Regions from separate parts of the Mus musculus genome. Here region 1 is linked to region 2. The links are chromatin contacts, called in public HiChIP or PLAC-seq maps. All regions are on one chromosome and are shown on one strand. The core of a region is the stretch at or near the end of the contact, and the rest is flanking DNA. Distances in the headings are between cores, read along the strand shown. Region 1 holds the start of Rag1 (recombination activating 1). Region 2 overlaps Gm39887 (a long non-coding RNA gene).

What was found. HiChIP or PLAC-seq counts read pairs in DNA pulled down with a chosen protein or histone mark.
Region 1: a contact with region 2 is called in an H3K4me3 HiChIP or PLAC-seq map of the SCID.adh cell line, with 32 read pairs. The contact joins the promoter of Rag1 here to the enhancer-like site in region 2. A contact is called at or near these places in 1 of 15 datasets of contacts at CTCF or cohesin (thymocytes), 19 of 484 Hi-C or Micro-C datasets (the C2C12 cell line, DN3 thymocytes, the G1E-ER4 cell line and 7 more), 5 of 115 datasets of contacts at active chromatin or transcription factors (the SCID.adh cell line, T-cell acute lymphoblastic leukemia, bone marrow-derived macrophages and 2 more) and 2 of 9 other capture datasets (adipose tissue and pancreatic islet).

What each region holds. Positions count from the first base shown.
Region 1 is chr2:101,644,028-101,651,148 of GRCm38.p6, forward strand. It overlaps Rag1 (recombination activating 1), which reads right to left and starts at 5,505. Exons shown (of 2, transcript NM_009019.2): 1 at 5,395-5,505; 2 at 1-782. The coding sequence starts at 768.
Region 2 is chr2:101,546,653-101,553,773 of GRCm38.p6, forward strand. Gm39887 (a long non-coding RNA gene) reads right to left here. Exons shown (of 2, transcript XR_866575.1): 2 at 3,185-5,145. Among named protein-coding and RNA genes, the nearest start is that of Gm39887, 7.6 kb to the right of the region's middle. Within about 2 kb of position 4,894, at least 14 of the 459 cell types and tissues checked have an H3K27ac peak or open chromatin away from gene starts, as enhancers often do. A contact at or near this core is called in DN3 thymocytes, the P5424 cell line, the SCID.adh cell line and 2 more, where this site is marked.

The DNA.
Region 1 (7,121 bases), core at 4,255-6,754, 98 kb after region 2:
GCTGCTGACCCTAGCCTGAGTTCTCTTGCGACGGTCCCGTCTCGCGTGGTTGAGCACAGTTTTTAGTTTCTTGCTGAGCTGCACATTGGGCTGATGTCTCTTCCTCTTGAGTCCCCGATGGGCAGTAAAACAGATGTCACAGGACGGTGTGTGGGGGTGCCACTCCACGGTCACTTTCCTTGGGAAGTAGACCTGACTGTGGGAACTGCTGAACTTTCTGTGCATGATGCTCCAACAGTCATGGCAGAATTCCGTCGGGTGGATGGAGTCAACATCTGCCTTCACGTCGATCCGGAAAATCCTGGCAATGAGGTCTGGCCAGGAAGTGACTCTTTTTTCCTTCTTTCGGAAAAGACTTTGGGTTTTAGCGTCCACGGGCCCGTGGACTGGGTATCTCCGGCTGTGCCCGTCACTCTTGAAACGATTCCCACAGATGCGGCAGAAGTGTCTAAGCCTGGCTTGGTGAACTGCTTTGTCGCTTGACTTCCCATCAGCATGGAATTTCTTTGAAAATTTAGGATGGAGTTTCAGTGCTCGTTGAGTCAGAATTGAGTTCTGACCACCAGGCTTCTCTGGAACTACTGGAGACTGTTCTAGGTAAGGTTTCCCCTCTGAGGAATCCTTCTCCTTCTGTGCTTCTTCGGGTGCCTTTTCAAAGGATCTCACCCTAAACAGCTTAAATTTCCACTCGGAAAATTTGATTTGTGGGTGTTGAATTTCATCGGGTGCAGAACTGAAGCTCAGGGTAGACGGCAAGGAGGCAGCCATGTTGGCTAAGCTACCTGGGAACAATGGGGGGGGGGGGGGGAGTCAAGTTAAGAAAAGAATCAAACAAGCAAACAAAAACAAAAAAGAAAAGTATCAATAGCGTATCGCAATATTTTGGAAATAACTGATTGATGCCCTCAGTTTTTCATTCATTTAATTCTTTCCAACAATATTTATTAAATCTCCTATTTTAATATTCTCTGTTGGGTGCTGATCATACAGCCAAAATGGCCAATCCTTTCCTGACAATATTTGGGGACACTTATACTAAATATATGCATGATTTTAAATACATGTATATGTGAAATTTAATTCCCTTTCCACAAAAACCTTGACATCTTTGAACACAGAGCCTTTGACTAATTTCATCTCCCAACGTCCCTGGTACCTATTAGGTGCTCAATAATTGTTTGTGAATAAATGCAATGATAAACTGGATACTAAACCAGAGAAAAGTAATATTTCTCACATTGTATTAGCCTCATTACACTAACTGGACAATATATTTCTAGATTTTTAAAGCATTCTTCCGGGAGATTGGTTGTTTATTTCTTCTGAACGGGTCATAAAGAGATGATAAAGCTACAAACCCAAAGAAACTAATTACTCACTACTTGAAAGGATGAAGTGAATTTTGAGCTTTATGAATGTAAGCTAATAATAAGTATCATGGATAGTAATTATGCTTACAATTTTAATTAGCGAATGCTGCTGTAAATTAGAAGGCTGGGTCTACATTGGAAACAGAACCACAGAGCTCTTTAAACCTGCAACAAACCATAGCACGAGAATACTAAGAGGCTGACAGACTCCTAAGATGAAAACTTCAAGTAGTTTCAGACAAAACTCACACAGGTCATCCTGAAAGTCAGTGCAAACCAAAGGTCATTAGCACTCCAGTTAGTAATGATAAGAGATACGAGGAATAATTATCTTCTGGTTAAAAATATTACAGGTGAGGGAAGTGATATAGTTTCATTATAATGTCAAAAAGTAAAGATTTTTTTTTTAATCACAGAAGAAAATGATGGTGCTTGTCTGTGAATCCAGTACTAAAGAAGAGGAGCAGAAGAAGCAAGACAAGTCTGAGACCAGCCTGGCTGACTCTAGAGAGTTCTAGGCCACCCTGGACTAAATAATGAAACCCTGCCTCAAGAGTGAAAACAGGGGACTGGAGAGATGGCTCCATGGTAAGAGCACTGACTGCTCTTCCAGAGGTCCTGAGTTCAGTTCCCAGCAACCACATGGTGGCTTATGACCATCCGTAAGGGGATCTGCTGCCCTCTTCTGGTGTGTCTGAAGATAGCTACAGTGTACTCATCTACAGAAAATAAATAAATCTAAAACAACAACAAAAAATAGTAGTAGTAAAAAACACTAAATAAAATATGCCAATTACAATATAAATATCAAACACTGTGTAGAGGAGAGTAAGCAGTGTCCTCTGAGTCCTCTGGAATTAGATCACATGTCCTACAGTTCTCTAGCTCACCCATGCTTCCCAGCTGTGATTACGTTAACTCTTTTGACCTACAACTTATGTCTAGAAGCTCATTTTCCCCTCAACAGATTAACCAACTCAATGAGCTTTCTAGCCATGTAGTCAGGAACACGATGCCCCAGATGAACACATTTTGACCAGGAGTGGGACTTTGGGCATCAGGGAAATCGTGAAGGAGCTAAAGAATAGTCCTGGATTCTGCTAGCAACATTTCTTTTGAATTCTTCCCTTTAAACTAACATACTTTATTCCAGGTATATCTGTATTACACATCAGAGATATTTTTTATTAAAATTAGGGGCAAATTTCTAAGACTTGATTGAGAGGGAAACACAGTTTGGCTGTTCCTCATGCAGGACTATGGGAGTAAACAATCCTAGAAACATTTCAAAGGTCTCTAGAACCCCAAAGGTATTTCAAGTGCAACCAAACAAAGGCCTCAAAGTCGTTTCTTGATCAGTTGTTTCTTCATTCTGCCTTGTAACAAATGCAAAGCCAATCTCTGTGTTTCTTGCCTTTGGCTTGAACCAAATGCCACTCTCACCACATTAAATATCGACCATTCACAGTCAGCAAGTCAACTTCCCCTGACTGCCTCAAGCCTGAAACATCATAACCAAACCCACCAATCACATCTGTTGAAATGTCCCCATGGAAAACTGTAGTTACTAGCTAAGGCCAGGCAAACCAACCATATTTATTAGGTTGTTTCACAACTCAAATTATAAAAATGTATCCAAACTTTTGAAACAGAATGGAGGTGGGAAGCATGTGATATGTTTCAAGGGACTGTGCACAAGGGTGTTCATGGGGACTTTCTGTGGAAGCTACATACTTTATGAGTTTGGGAAAAGGTAGAACTTTTTAAAATCTGATTTAGTGAGTCCTTGTAATCGCTCCAATTATCAAAGACTAAAAACTATTGCTGTCACTTAGTTTTAATGAAGACACGAAGAAATTAAGATACCTTCCTACACCCTTGAGAGGAGCATAAATGTAAATGAGCACAGTGACACTTTAATAAAGTCTTTTAAATGCTAAGATGTGTTGCCTTTGGTTCAATAAATTTCCTTTGGGGAAGATATTCTATAGCTATTCTATAGAAATGCCTCCACAAGTATATGTTAATATTTATATAATGCCCGGGGATATTTATTTGAAAGGTTGTTAGCTACTTTGAAAGGCAGAATAGAATACAGATTATCGCCAAAGGGGCATTATTAAATAAATTATGATCCAGAAAGAGAATAGAAACTACATTATGTATATATTACACATATGTGTTATTTCTATAGACATAAGTAAACAAAAGAAGTTCATGTGCAGAAATGACAATAGCAAGTGCAATAGGATCCTACTTATCCATACATATTTATACTTTATACACACAGAAATACAGGAATTCTAGAAATCTGTGCACTAAAATTCTAATAGTGCTTAATCTAGAAAGTAGAAATATAACTAAGAAAAATATCTGTTAATTTAATTATTTTTTTCATTTGAAGTTTCCACTCAACACATGTAATTTTTTGTTAGTTTTATGTTCAATTCAGCTCAAATAAAACTTTTTAAAGACCAGATACGTAAGTATTCATGATCTTTTTTTTAACATTCTTTCTTTTTCATTGTTCTACAGAAAAGGTTTGAGACCTGCCTAAGTCTTAAAGCTGACCAGCATCTTTACTCTTGTTTGTTTGTTTGTTTTCTGTTAAATATGTCTCAGGGGGACTAAAATCCAACCTGTAGACAACATGAAGCTAGGACCATGGAAGGGTGATTTGAAATCCTTCAAATGCTCTTGTCTTCTCTTGTAGCAAAAGGTGTGAGAGTAGACACCTCAGAGTCTAAAGGCTGAGGGTCTGATGCTGGCTCAGATCTATCCCAGTCAGCAGCATCACCTTGGAATTGTTAGCATCTACCACCGTGTCTGTAATGTCGTCCCTCCATAGGCCATGGACTCTGTGGGAAACCAGCCTGGGGTGATATGGACAAGCGAGACAAGACTGTGGCTTAGAGTGAGATACCATCAGTAACCTTGGGTGTCTAGAAAGCACAGCAGCAGCTCATTTCTTGTCAGCTCTAACTGTAACCCATGCACTCCCCTGATTGACTCACCCTCTCCTGCTAACAGTGATATCATCACTGACTGTCCAGTAAGCCCCAAAGACCTCTTTCTCCCTGGTGCTGAGATTACAAGAATGGGATATCACACCCAGCTGGTTTACAAAGGTTTGGGGAATCCCACTTGGATCTTCATGCTGTGAGCACTCTGTTGACTAAGATCTCTCCCCATCCCAATCACACTTCTGTGCACCCAAGTGTGACCCCTCTTTGACACATCTGACCTACCCCTTTGTTCTCTCCCTGGGTACCACTCCTGATTATCTGCCCCACAACATGCACGAAAACATTTCTAGCATCTACAAAATAACCAGAAAATTCTTTCCCTTCTTCCGGGGGACCCATTACTGAACCACTTTAGAAAGAAACGCACAGTTGCAACCCCTTGTTACACATCCCAAGAACATAACCTCCGGGTAGGCTCTCCTCCATGGCAATTCTCAGAATTAATATGAATCAGAATCACTACAGAGATTGTTTTCCAAAACATGCAGATCATTAGCTCCCAGAGAATCTGCCTATTTGCTTAGGATGGAGTCCAGAAATTGCATTTTTAAATATTGCTGTGGTCCTGATGAAGTGGTGTACAGGTCATGTTTTCTGAAACACCGGACTTCTCAGCTCAGCAAATGTCAAAACCTGGAAAACTGTTCCTTTCCTCCCAGCCTGGAATTCTTTGTTCCTGACTATCTTCTCTTGCCTGAGCTAACCGTGTGCTCCTCTGTCTCCCCTTCTGCAGCTCTTCCCAAACCCTCCTCTGCCAATAGCATTCATTTATATCCACCCCGGTGTGTTCCATCTGTTCTAGATGCCTGCCACGTCTCTGAACTTGGCCTTCTATTCCTTTCCTAGTTTTCCTCCATTCCAAACAAAAGCTAAATCAGTTCCAGCTTTTCTCACCCCTCCTTCGGTGCCTGTAAGGAAACCATCTCTCTTAGTTCTGATTAGAAACACAAAAACATAATGAATGTTTTGGCTCAAGGCACGAAAAGCACAAGAGTTACCTTGCTCCACAGGCCTCCCGGCCAGAGTGCTAGAATGTCTGCAGCTTGGTTGTTAACACTCGATGCCACAGAGATAGCAACATATGCTGTCTACTCTCTCCTTGCTCTCTTGTCCCATAGTGCACAATGCTGCATTATGTATCAGCTCTCACTGCCCTTCCCACTCTCCCACACCACAGACGGCTAACCACAGATGATGATAGCCAATCACAGACCAGCAGACCCCCCAGCTCCAGCTGGCACCTGGCTCTTCAGGAAGTTTAGCTGGGGGACCTGAGTGCAGAAACATTCAGGGTGTTTATTCTGAAAAGCTAGCTGTCATTTCATCTCCTGAGAATGCCTACGGTGGAAATGATATCGTCACTCTAATCTCTGGTTTCTCCCTGGACTCTGAGGCTCCGTGCCTCAGTTTCTGCATGAAAGAGCTAGCAATAGGAGCCAGCAATGGGAGCCAACAATGGAAACCAGCAATGGATGCTAACAGCGAGAATGCTTAGAGAAAAAAATTTTGGAATGGTACCTGTTCTTAGTAAATTTTCTTTTAAATATTAATAAAAGCATACATCTTTATTTATTGTATATTATAAACACCCCCAGAACTCCTCCACCTGATCAGATCTCTGTCAGGTGATACATTTTTTAGAAGAAAATCTTTGATACATCTAGAAAGAGAACTAAGTTTAAACATGATTGTATTTCTTAAAATCAAGAGACCTGGATATAAATGACTTAGGTTTTAGATACTTAAACACTGTCAGTTTAAGTCTGATCACCTACAACTTAGTATTGGCCTTATTACAGCAATGGTCTTGTTCTTTGGCTGCTTTCTACATACTTAATTCTTATAAAACTCATATGCAATCGATAGTATTATCTCTAGAGAAAGTTTTCAAGTTATAGAAAAATTAGCCCATGGTTACCTAGCTGATAGATGTTGAAGATCGGTTGGAATTATGAAGTCTTCTCTATGTGTCTCTGTATGTATCTCTCTGACTCTACCTGTCTCTGTCTGTCTGTCTGTCTGTCTGTCTGTCTTTCTGTGTGTCTGTCTGTCTCTTTGTTTCTGTATCTCTGTCTCTCTACTTGTCTGTCTCTTTCTCCCTTTCTCTGTGTGTCTCTGTCTTTCTGTTTCTGTCTGTCTCTCTGTGTCTCTTTCTCTCTGTCTCTGTGTGTGTGTGTGTGTGTGTGTGTGTGTGAGAGAGAGAGAGAGAGAGAGAGAGAGAGAGAGATGTTTGTTTGTGACCACACTTGCAGGTGCAGGTGCATCTGTATGCAGTGTACATATAAAGGCCAGATGTGAAATCACCCATTGGCTGTCTTGCTCCATTGCTCACTGCCCTTTTTTTTTTTGAAACATGGTTTTTTGTTGACCACGAGGCTCAACAATTCCAATAGATGAGCTGTTCAGCAAATCCCAGGGATCCTCCTGTCTCCACCTCCCTAGTATTTGGACTGTTGACATTGCACCGCTGTACCTAACTTTTATACCTGAATTCTGGGATTTGAACTCAGGTCTTCAATTCATGCACTGGGAACAAGGCAGAAGAGCCATGGAGTGACTTCCATGAAAGCAGGAACCCTCCCTACTCATCCCATGAGATCACAGAAAGAAAAAGAGGAAGTCAGTTGTTCATGCTTCATCTTGAAGGAAAGAGAAAAATACATATTATCTCAGATTGCTGGAGCAAAGCAGCAGCAAGCCTGGATATCCCAAAACCTGGCCTCAG
Region 2 (7,121 bases), core at 3,644-6,143:
TTTCTAACCTACATCATTGGGGAGCTGGGTAGAACAAATCCCTTACCTTACCTGAGACCCGCTGAGTCAGAATCTGTATTATACTAACGCCTCACTATTGCTGCTCCCAGAAAAGCCTGCTAGGCTTTTAGATAATCCACACAAGAGAAATCTGGGTTTCACAATGAAATTAGACAAAGGTTAAGACTGGCTATTGTGCTCCAAGCAGTGTTCATTTTCATTTAAAGATGCCGGGGACCTTGAGGCATTCAGCAGCTGCATCTCTGGGTTGAATATTCTTATATCCAAAGTATGTCCTAATATTATTTAGCCAAAGCCAGAAAAATCTCAGCATATTCTGAGGCGTGGACGAAAGGATGGAAATAGGAGGAGAGATGGAGAAGGGAGGACTGAAGAGAGACACAATGGGAGAAGGAGGAGGAGAAAGAGGAGCTGAAAGGGAGGGGAAATTGGGGAATGTTTTAAGCTGGGTTAATCATAAAGAGCTTCACCACAGAACTTCTCAGTAACTTTTCACCTTTTAATATGTATTTAGAAATTCCAAAAGGAGGTATTTTCAATATTTGATTACAGAAGCTTGTGGGCCTTAACACTCTGAGGGATTTCCCTTTAACAATGCAGATCTGCCTCATCGTTCTATCCACTGGAGCTGCTAGGGCACTGTCCAATGACATCTCCCATAACTGTCACCTCACTGATTCCAGTGTCCTTTGGGAACCAGAAGAGGCATTGATAAATAAAAAAAGCAATTAACATTGTTATCACTTAGCACACATGAGAATGTTTATTGTCCCATGTTCTCTCATTCTTACAACAGTCCTACAAGGTAGGAGTCCACCCAGTTCACATCTTAGAAAACTGAGGCAGCAAGGAGATTCTGGCTGTTGAGGCCAGAGATGCCCACCCCAACCCTATCCCTACACCCTCCCACTCCAACCCCCCACCCCACCCCTCATCCTACCCCACCCCCACTTGTGGCTTTGGCTTCATAGCTATTGCTTCCCTGGTGACATCACCATTTCAATGCCCTGTGTAGAATGAAGCCCATCCAGCAGCTTAGGGCACTGGTGAGCCAGCCACCCTCACCAGAGGGGACAGGGATCCTCAAATCAGCAACAATGTAACTGTGGCCTCCCTTCAGGTAGTCTCCCTCCTCACCTGATCCTTGCATTTGTTACCCAATACCCGCCATTATGGGGGTCATCTGCCTACAGCAGTCCACTATTAAGAATTTGTTTTATGCCATATACGCACCGCATGTATAGCTCTCATCCTATAACTCTCAAAAAACTGGGAAGCAATCCTCCACCCTGCTGTGAGTAACAGAGTTTACAGAGCTTATATTTCATACCCAATCATTCAATTAATATGTCTTGAATTTCAACTTACCCTCCCTGACCTGCAAACTCATCCTTTCAGATAGCCTGAGTAACCCTCAAACTCTCACAGTCTTATTGAACACGGATGGAGAGCATGGAGATTGGTGATGCCTGCTTCTTGGTTTTCCTCATGAAAAGCATCACACGAAGCTTTCGTGGTGAACATTCCAGACCAATGGCTGATGCTGCTGCAACATGCAACTGTATCTCCACCTCAAATTTTCAACCAAACAAGATTTTGGATTTTTGGTTTCTATAAAAACACAATGCTCAAAACAAGCTTCGCCAGCTCCAGTTTTGAAGCGATGTGGGTTTGTGAAGTCAGCCAATCACACTACAGCACTTGTAAATGAACATGAGAGACCACTGCCCGGCTATTTTACAATGGAAAAGTCATCCATCCGAAAGTACATTAGCCTAGGCTTCTGGACTACAGAGCTTCGAGTCACTAAGTATACCTTTAGGATCCCAGTTACTTCATCTCTAAAATGAAACCATGGAGCTAAACAGTTTCCAAAGCCAAGTCGCATAGTTTTTTGAGTAATGCGATCTCAAATCATACAGTAGAAGCAGCTTGTAAAATTTTCCTTGGGAAGAGACATGGATCTAACCAGACTTGTTTACATGCAACGTTCCATTGTTTATTAAGATCACCCGTGTCCTTTCTCACAATGAAGCTACAGGTTTCCTTCACTTCCCCTCTCTCCTCTCCCTCTCCTCTCCTCTCCTCTCCTCCTCCTTCTTCTTCTTCTCTCTCTCTCCCTCTCTCTCTCTTGCTCTGTCTCTCTTCTCTCTCATATGTGTGTGTGTGTGTACACAAGCATTGTGAACATGTGTGCATTTAATTTGTACTTGCTGCTGTGTGTAGCGGCCAGAAATGAACAATGAACGCTCAGTTGTCTACCCTGCCTTTTGACACAGGGTCTCTCTCTCTCTCTCTCTCTCTCTCTCTCTCTCTCTCAACAAGAGTATACCTATTAGACCTGGCCTACCAGTGAGCACCAGGAATCTGCCTGTCTCTGCTCTCTGGAGATGGGATTAGACGCATGCCACCACACTCGGTATTAATATGGGTGCTGCAGATCAAACTCAGTGCTTTTGCTGGCATAGCAGGTAAAGTATTGGCTGAGCCAGCTCCTGAGACTCTTCTTCCCACGTTCCTGAACTCCACAGTTGTTAAATACATTAGACGAGCCTAGACTCTCACCCACTTGTGCTGGAACAAGCCAAAGAAGGAAAGGGCAGAACACAAATGCTACTTCCCCAAACACCCTCATCCTGTCGATAGGATGCCACCACAGTGACTTAGAAAGGCAGTAGTGAGGTTTGTTTGCCTCGACTGTGCTCCTTAAACTGCCTAAGGGGAAAATGAGGTGTTGGTCTGTCTTGTTTTTAATGTATAGTCTGTCTTACTTAGAGTTTCTATGACTGTGATAAAATACCATGACCAAAAGCAACTTGGGAAGGAAAGCGTCTGTATCAGTTTACAACTCTCAGGTCACGGGCCATGACTGAGAGTAGTCAGGGAAGGAACCTGGAGGCAGGAACTGAAGCAGAGGCCATGGAGGAGTGCTGCTCACTGCCTTGCTGGTTGTGAGTGACTGCTTTCTTACACCATCCATGACCACCTGTCCTTGGGGGCACCACTCATAGTGAGCTGAGCCTCCCCACATCATCCTCAGGCAAGAAACTGTTCCAATGACTTGCCTCCAGGCTAATCCTATGGAAGCATTTTTCAAGTAAGATTCCTTCCTCTCCAGGAGTTTCTATCAAGTCGCTATAAAAACCAGACAGCACGCCATCCATCTCAGATTGACATTTTATTGAGTAAAAAGAAAATGATCAAGAAAATAAAATGCTATTTGCATATTACAGCAACTTTAAACTGTTACACAGATTTCCAAATGCTTATTCAACATTTTTTAACTTCTCTTGTGGATGTCAGTAATGAATTGTTCATTATAAATAGTTCACAGAGCCAATCACACAGGACTGTGGACCGCATTGTGGATGGTTATGCAAATCATTATTCTATCAATTCCAGGCACTTAATGGCCAGCTTCTGTGTCTATACCAGGCACTGATGCTATTCAGACAACTGGCTTAAATGTTTTTTCAATATTTCAAGTTTCACCATGGCGGTTAAGAGAGAAGCCTACTATAGATAAAACCTAAGCCTAACTCAGCCTCAACTTCTCTTGTCTACTTTCTCTCCCCATAGCCAAACTCAGCTGTTTCCTCAGAACAAGCCCTGATCGTCCATTTCTCTTGACCTGCACTATAACACTCAAGCCACTCCTCTGTCACCTCCCACCAGGGTGACTGCAGTGGCTCTAAGTGTCTCCCAGCTTCCTCCCCAGATGCCATCTCAACCCCATCAAGTAGAGTTGATCTCTTCAAACAGAAAGTGTTTTACCACAATGAACACAACGCCTTGGTAAATACAACACCTTGCCATGGCCAATCTCATTCCAAACTACATTTCTATCCTTCCCCTAGCTACACAGATCTTCCCTTGCCCATTAAGTTTGCTCCCACTTTAGGGTACCTAATCTATTGCCTTAGCCAGGAACACTGTTGGTCTCAGCATAACTGTAACACCTTTAATGGGGCTTTTCACTTCTACCCAAAAAGTTTTTTTCCCTTCACTGAGATTTCTGTCATTGCTTGGCTCACTGCCTGAGTGACAAAACCTGCCATGCCATTAGCATCCAACAAATATTTACACTCCATAAGGAAAACTTCCAGTAATCCAGGAGTCTTTACTTGGTTGCTTCCTAATAATATGAAAAAAAAAAAAAACTAATTTTCTCAAAAGAAAAGAGTCCAAATAAAAAATGCTGAGGATTTCTTTGCTGACTTACTTGAGATCTAATTATGTGAAGAATTTTGATGAAAAGAAGGAAAAATATTATGGTGCATAATGGTGCTAATGTGCAAGTTTTTATTGTTTACCCCATCTCCTTCCTAGGGCTTTATTAATGAGCCAACTATCTCGTATTGGATAATGTATTACAATGAGTTCCATTTGGTTGCAGGTCAAGATAAAATAGCACAGTGTAATTTAAACAAAATGATGTTTGCTTGGTGAATGGCAGACTCATTATAATACTTGCTTCTTTCCTCTGCACTTTAGCTCTGCTCTCTCCAGCCCCCCTCCCTTCCAGATCTGGGGAGGAGGTAGACAAGCCAGCTGCTCCACAATCTAATTTGGCCTCTAAGCAGAACAAGAATCAAGGTGGCCCCTCAAATGGCCACATATCACAAAGGCCAGACACCTTGCCTGGCTGCCTTTGAACCATAGTGGGAGTTTGACAGCCATGTGTGAATTTCTGAAAAGCAAGGCAGGTCTTCACCACCTGGTCACTTCTCAGAAGCAACTCTGAGGCCCATGGCGCAGGACTAATCCCAGAGAGGCAGCATCCCCTCCAACAGCCAACCTTCAAAGGATGGGTAGTGCCCTACACCCACCTGTGTTAACCGTCAGCTGCCCACAAGGGAGTGAGTGCTGGGAATGCCCCTGTTATCTACAGCTTTCATCTCTGTGGTACAGAGACGCTGCTTTGGTGGGCTGCAAAGATAGGTTTCTAGGGTGCCTTCGCTTTTGATGCCACTTCACCATCACGATGAATGTGTGCCATCTGTGGAGCAGAAGTGCACCTGACAGGAGAGCTGGACCAGGCAGGGAGTCCATGTGCAGGCATCCTCAGTGAGGCGTGTGCTCAAAACCATCCAGCTTGCTCCAAAGGAATATTGAGCTCAAGTTCTAGAAAATACAAAGAATGCTTATTTATTTACCTGTTCTCTCAGCTATAAAAAGTACATATTGTGAGCCAATGAACCAAGTTAATATGGTCCCAAGGTACCACTGGGTCTCCAAGGTAGTACTCTGAGCACTTGGATCAGGGCCAAAAGGTGACTATCTGTGGTGCAATCATTTGTTCATTTATTTTTTTTTCTTCCCACATCTCATTTTAACATGATTTTGGAGATGTGGTAAATACTTGGCCATACTATACTTTCTACCTTCATCAATTACTGTTTTTTTTTTTTAATGTTGTGATTGTGCCACCTATTTGAAGAAGATGAACATGTGAGCAGAATTTCTGAGACCTTTACTGCATCTCTTCTTCCCTCATGATGCCACTGAGCAGTTTGTTATTTGATATACAGCATATTAGACCTTAATTACAGAACAATGCAAAGTGATCACTTTGGGTGCCATCTGTGTAAAACTCCTTGTGATTCTCTCAAATTGAGGACAACTAAATAAGATATAGTAGACTCATTTAGGCTGACAAATTCAGAAGCCATTATGTTAGTGAAAACACTCTTGAAAAGCAAATGCTATGAACAGCGCTCCATGCCGTCCCCGACATCTAGGGCCCCCACATGCCCGACTTGTTTATGAACTCAGAAGCATCTCAAGTCCGTCAAACCCTCATCTGCAACTTGCACGTGTTCTTCGTTTTGTCCTCAATTAAAACCCTTCTCCTGAGTTCTGTGCACCTGCATAAGAGCCACCAGGTGTTCAGCTGTTTAAATGCAAAAACAACAACCAACACACATTTCTATGTGGGACACACTTGATAGATGGGGGGAAGCAGAAGCTGGTTCTACAGGCAAAGGCCCCAGCCAGAACAAGAGAAAGGAAATAAAGCGGAATGAAAACAAATGCTTTGTGTTTTTCCCCGAGAAAGGTCAACAAATACAATTTCAGAAAAACAAAAAGCAACACAGCTTACCAACATTTGAAAACAAGTTGGATTCGACACAAAAATCTAGATACCGACATCCTGCATATATGCATAGTTTGTATATGTGCATGTACAGAAATGCTGAACGATCAGAGCCCCTAGCTAGTGCATCAACACAGATGATAACAAAATCAAAATATTTAACAAAAGACAAAGAACATTGTGGAAGAACAAAAAGCCTCTTCAGTTACCAGTAGCTGATCATTTCCCACTCTCTTTAAAGCACTTAGTAAAACATGTTTGCAAAGACATCTGATACTGTGGTTGGTTGTTTTTGGGTTTTTTTGTTTGTTTGTTTGTTTGTTTTGTTTTGTTTTAAGTCCTAATCTGTGAGTGATTCAAGTTCTTTGCAGGACTTCCCATCCTTGGAGAAAAGATGGCGAAGATGAGAATAATTAGTGGATTTTTCCTTCTGTCTGGTTGTTAAACACCCTAATTACTTCAAGCACCATTCCTACCACTTTCACACAAGCCATCCTTTGAAAACACTTTTCAATCGAAACAAAAATTGATGCTAATTTCTTTCCAAGAATATAGCCAGTATTAACACAACTTGGAGAGTCATTGGAATTACATTTTTGTTTTTGTTGTTGTTGTTGTTGTTTTGTTTGTTTTTTGAGACAGGGTTTCTCTGTGTAGCCCTGGTTGTCCTGGAACTCACTCTGTAGACCAGACTGGCCTTGAACTCAGAAATCTGCCTGCCTCTGCCTCCCAAGTGTTGGGATTACAGGCATGTGCCACCACTGCCTGGCCTGGATTTACGTTTTTAAATCTTAACAGGGATGTCAATATCCTGACAGCACACAATGGAGATAATCTACCACACCCAAAGTGGAACCAGCCAGAAACTCTTTACAGTGACTACACACTTTTGTAGACATAAAAAGTACTATAATTATATATCACGTACCATAACTTTTATTACTGGCTTGCCATTATTTTGGTACTAAAATGCCATCCTGTATTCCTTCATGCAAAATTTCCT